Regions from separate parts of the Oryctolagus cuniculus genome. Here region 1 is linked to region 2. The links are chromatin contacts, called in public Micro-C maps. All regions are on one chromosome and are shown on one strand. Each heading gives the region's core, a stretch centred on a gene start, on an enhancer-like site or on the middle of the called end of the contact. The rest is flanking DNA. Distances are from core to core; before and after follow the strand shown.

Evidence for each region. Hi-C and Micro-C count contacts between places; a contact is called where the count stands out from the background.
Region 1: a contact with region 2 is called in a Micro-C map of ear pinna, with 3 times the contacts expected there. The contact joins the promoter of ALS2 here to the enhancer-like site in region 2. A contact is called at or near these places in 3 of 6 Hi-C or Micro-C datasets (ear pinna, liver and skin fibroblasts).

The regions. Positions count from the first base shown.
Region 1 is chr3:38,177,023-38,179,722 of mOryCun1.1, forward strand. ALS2 (alsin Rho guanine nucleotide exchange factor ALS2) reads left to right here and starts at 1,353. Exons shown (of 33, transcript XM_051849283.2): 1 at 1,353-1,497.
Region 2 is chr3:37,817,953-37,820,661 of mOryCun1.1, forward strand. The region is part of intron 9 of KIAA2012 (KIAA2012 ortholog); the gene reads right to left. Among named protein-coding and RNA genes, the nearest start is that of KIAA2012, 39 kb to the right of the region's middle. Within about 2 kb of position 1,284, at least 3 of the 8 cell types and tissues checked have an H3K27ac peak or open chromatin away from gene starts, as enhancers often do. A contact at or near this core is called in ear pinna, where this site is marked.

The DNA.
Region 1 (2,700 bases), core at 103-2,602, 360 kb after region 2:
AGATAGGAGCAGGCTTAGTACCTGCCGGAGACTAAGTGATAAGAAAGGCCAAGGATGAACATCGGGCAAAGAGAAAGGACAAACAATGGGGCAGAGTCTCCAAGGGGATTCGAAAGGATCCTGAGTTTAGGTGGAGGGGTTAACCTTGAGAGGGCAGAACCCCTCTAGAAGGAAAGGGAGAAGGAGAGGAAGCTGAGGTTGCAGGTAGGTTTTGCAATAGTTGTTGGTAGGAATTAAGGAAATTCACTTCTAGTGGTTTCTCATCTCGTTTAGAAACGTTAGAATGAAGTTATTTTTTCTTTGAATGTTTACAGAGGAAGTGAGTGGGTAAATTCGGAAGTGTGAGAGTTGGGAATAGGAGGGTAGCAGGGTAGGAGATATCATGAGTAGCAATGTGTAAATATCACTATCTTAGGTTCAGTGACATTGGCCTGGCTACACCTAAGTCTCCCCCAAGACAGACACACTTTTGGCTTGCAGTGGTGCCAATTTGTGATTTTGTGCAGTGGGGAGGTTGTGGACTAGGTTAGTTGCACTGTTGCAGAATAAGCTTTGCAGGTGGGCAGAACACTGGGGAGGCAATTGAGGTGAGGGTGTTGGTCAATGCGAGGCCACAGCTACTCAGGCACCGTTGGTGGCATAAATTTAGGTCTACAGATGCAGCGACAGCACTCGACCTGGCAGCAGCTAGATCGCATCCACCATGTGCCAGGAATGGAGGTTCTAGAAAAATCTTCACAGGAGGGCTTTGGGATGCAGGATGGATGGTGGTGGTAGCTGTGGCAGCGACAGAGTGTTGCAGAACTGTGAGGGGCAAGCGAAACTGATTTTACTCATATGGGATATCGGGAAGTCCTGCAGGCATCGAAGAGGGGGCCAGTGCCTTTCCTCCCGCTTCATTCCACCCTTTGGGGGGTGCAAGTAGGTACCAAACATACAATCTGACAAACCGGCGCCGCGTGGAGATGACGTCACTCTAGGGGCGGAAAGCGATCCTCGTTAGGCTAAAATCTACAAAGCCAATCTGAAGATATGTTAGTGTTTTCACTTTATACTACCCGCTCTTGCAGTTTGAGGGTGTTCACAATATAACTGCAGGGCCAAATCACCGGCCCCTGCCCCTGCGCTTTCCGTTACCATGGAAGCGTTCGGGTAGCTAGGCCCCGACGACTCCATATGACGTCATCACCGAAGCGCGATCTAGGATTGGCGGCTCCGCCTTGGCCGAGGGAAGGGCCGTGCTCCCGAGAGCGTTGCCATGTAGTGCCCTACGCATCCTCAGTAATTTTGATCCATACCAGACGCCGTTGGTCGTCTCCTAGTGTAACCCTCACTGCTCCGGGAGCTGTCTCCTCCCGCCTTCACCCACGCTCGCCCGCCAGCCGCCCTGCAGCCCCGCCCCTGCCAGGAGGCCCCGCCCCCCGTGAATCAGCTGATCTCGCGGACCTGCGGGACTCCTGCCGGATGCAGAGCGCGGTATTGCCGGTGGAGCGTCAGGTGAGCTAGCGCGGGTCCCGAGCCGACCCTCGGCTTCGGAGGGCTCATCGGCTGGGACCGCCTGTGTGCGGGAGGCGGGGGTCCGGGAGCGGGGTGGAGACTCTGGCCGAGGCCCGGGAGCGGGTTGCTGGGGGCCGGCCGACAGCGCGCCCACCCCTTCCCAGCCGCGGTCCGACCGACGGCGCCTGCTGGTCCAGGAGCTTCCGACGCGGCCGCTAGGCACCGGCGCCAAGTTCTCGCCTTTGCCGGCTTCCACCCGCCGGAGGCAGGACGCCTCTGCAGTGGTCTCAGCCGCCCGAGATTCCATCATGCCCTCTCCTCCCGCCTCCACCCACGCCGCCTTCCACCCATTCATTCGCGAGGATCTGTGGGACAGCCGCACCGGGCGCTGAGCGGATTAACCTGGGTCCCTGGCCAGGAACCCTGGGTGCGTGTCCGGGCGGGTTTGCCCCTGGGTGCAGGTCACCGCCAGGGGCGGACCACAGCGGGGCTAGAAGAGACTGACCTTGATGTTGAGAATGAGTGGCTTACCCAAGCCCTGTAGCGTGTGAAGTGATCCAAGTTCTGGTGAGCAGATGGTCAGAGGCTGCAGCCGTGGGCTGGAGCAAACGCCGCTGCTCAGGGCTTCGCCGAGCAGGAACACAGGAAAACCCTGGTCCAGGTGGCAGATCCAGGTCTTTTCTCTCCGGCGTGGGATGGGGAAGGCAGGCACTCCCATGCCCAAATGAAGACCCTTACATGATTGCCGTGGTGTTCATTGGTTGGCAGCAAATGTTCTTCGCGCAGCTGTAAGCAGTACAATTGTGTGATACGTTTTTTTTTCTGAGCAGGCACAGAAAATCAGTAAACCCTGGCCAAAGATCGTGTGTGTGTGTGTGCGCGCGTATGTGTGTATGAGAGAGAGAGAGATTTGAAATGATCAGTTGATTTTTTAAGTTAATGAATACTTAGAAGAATTTAAAATAGTTAAAAATTCACTTTTGCAGTCAGTTGCACTATTTAACCTTAGTAATGTAAGGGATACTGGCGAAGATTCTAGGCTTGCATCTTTGACTTTCGGCAAGTTACTGCACCTCAGCCCTTATCTCTAAATGGGGGATAAAATATAAAATGCTTTCCTGACGTCCGTGGTTTTGCCTGAGATGCTTCGTGTATCAGTACAGTGCTTGGCTCCTGGTGAATATTCACTACACATCAACAATG
Region 2 (2,709 bases), core at 34-2,533:
AACCTTGGCAGCACTGGGTGTTACCATTAAAAACCATGGGAGGAGGCATGAATCTCAAGTATAAAAATAGTATCTCTAGTTTGTCTCAATAGGCATTTAAATTGCTACGCAGGATGAGCCATTTTGCCATATTTGTTTTCCCATATTATTTTTTGATTTGAATTGCTCATGTCGTTTGCTTATTTTTCTAACTGGTTCTCCATGTTTGCATTTTAAAATGGAATGCAACCTTTACTGCACACACGTAGTAATGTTGAAGGCAGTGCAGTCACTTTTTGTTTTGGTTTTCTTTCTCCCGGCATGGCAGCGCTGTCTAATGCTTCCTTCTGGAATTTTCGTTTACCCCTTCAGTACTCTCGCTGCCGGGCACGGTCACTTTCTCTCCCCTGCGGCCTCCACACACGGAGAGGGAAAGCTTGTGGAGCCATTCCTGTCGGTGACCCAAGTGGGAGCAAGACTCCGCTCTGAAGCCATCCCTTAATCAAACGAAGGGCCAGAGGAGGAGCCGCAAGGCTGAAAGGGAAACGGATCCGCACAACACCGAATGCTGCGAGGAGTCTGAAAGACCTGCATTCAAGAAAGGGCACGGTACCTCCAGGACTCGCGAGCAGCCGGGGCTCCACGTGCAGCTATTAATATGCAAAAAATGCCTTCATAAATACTTGATTCTGGTCACAGTGGGGAGGCAGCGCATTTGAAAGAGGAAATGGGAGCTTGGAGTTGAAACATGTCTGCTTGGCTCCTTTGGCTTTTTTCATTGCTCTTTTCATCTCCACATTTCCCTTGTAGCTTTCTTCCCCCGCCTCCCCTCCCCACCCCTCGCCCCTCCGACTGCAGCCCCTCTTCCAAACTCCGGGGAAGTTGCTGATTCAGTTGTTGCTCGCACTTCGCTCGACGGATTTCCCTTGGCCGCGGCCCGGATCCCCGGCCCAGGCGTGGAGGGGCTGCCAGGGGAGCTCCGGCCGGCAGCTCGCCACCCGCGCGCTAGGGATCCGAGCGCCAGCTCCACGCTCGCCCACGGCCGCCGCGGGGAGACCGAGCCGCAGTTTCCGATCCCGCCAGCAGGAGGCACCCGGAGGCGGCCTGCAGAGCTGGGCAACTGCGCGGCCCCAGCTTTGTAGGCTCAACCCCCTGCCAGGGATCCTTTTCCAGTTCCAGCCCTGTGACTTCTGAAAGGGTGCTGATACCAAAATACTCCACCTTTGGGATTTCCGCCCCCCAGCGGGCACTGTGATTAAAAATAAAACGAAGGCTTTTTTTTGCCCCCTGTGGCTGAGCTCAGGGAGACTGGGGCGGAGGAGTGGGGAGGGTCCACGGTGGGCGGTATCTTCGCCCGCAGCAGACTGGGGCGGCCCCGGGGGGCAGCGACCTGCCGCCTTCGCCAGTGGCCCATCAAGGTAGGGAACTGAATGAAGTCTGCTGGGCAGAAATTTGTTTCTAAATCCTTTCCAGATGCTCTGTAGTAAACATGAAATTAGTCATTTACGTGGAGTAGGTTGAGGAAGTAGTTAAGATGGAGGCCAGTGATTAATCTAATAAAGGGCCATTAGCCTGCAGAAGCCAACGGCGTGAGGGAGGCCAGGAAGACGCCGGTCGCTGCCCGCCCAGCCCGCTGTCTCTGGGTTGGGGGCCGGCGGTGGCCTCTCTTTGCCCGTCCAGGGCTTTTCTGTCTGGCTTCTTTCTGAAGGAATTCGGACTGCCCAGCTGGTTCCGGTGGGCACAGGCCCTCCACGGCAGGTGGGCTTGCCACAGCCTCGCAGGGAAAAGCCGTGTTTAGGGTCTGGGGACCCTAGGCTTCGCGGACCTCATCTGGCATGGCTTAGCCTCTCTTTCACCCAGCTGTTGCCAGGTCCCCCAGAGCTGTGTGTACCTGGGGTGTGGGAGGCATGGGCAAGGCCAGTGTCCTCGGCAGCCAGCGGGGAGGGGAGCTCAGGTGTGGAGCACCTCACAGGGGGCCTGAGCCGTCCCCGGGGGGAGAGGGGGCCCACAGAACCCAGCTCAGGCACACAGATGAAAACAAACTCAGGAGAAAGCCCGGCTGTGCCAGGAAATCGGAGAGGAGGATGATGGGGAGATGATGGCGCCAGAGGCTAGCACGCAGCAAGGAGAGAGACCCCAGAGCCCCCTGGAGCTGCGTGTGCCGCTTGTGCCTCAGGTTTTCTGAGACCCTGGTTTCGGCTCCAGGAAGTCCCGAGTGGGCTTTCTAAAGAGAATCTGAAGACAGGCTCAGCCTCAAAGCTTCCAATGAAGTAACAAACTTATAAATATTTGTGAACACAAGTCTTTGAACCACTAACCCACCCAGATGAAGCGTTTTCCTCCCTTCTTCAGGATTATCCTTGGATTTCTTTTCCTGATTGCTAATTTTCTCTCCCCTTTGGGAACGGAAGCCGGGGCTCCCTGAGTTTCTGTGTCACCGTATCTTTTTCTGACCTGATCTCTGACTTCTGCAAAAGTCCGGGAAAGTCGGACGATACAGTAGCCCTCTCTTACCTGCGTCTTGCTTTCTGTGGTTTCAGTTACCCAAGGAAGATTCTGGAACTAAAGCACATGTTTGAAACTGTGTGCCATTTTGAGTGGCCTGATAAAATCTCACGCTGCCCGGTATGGCCCCACTCAGCATGCGAATCATCCCTCTGTCCGGCGGGTCTGCGCTGTATACTCCACCTGCCCGTTAGTCTTTCAGTGGCCACCTCCATTGTCGGGTGC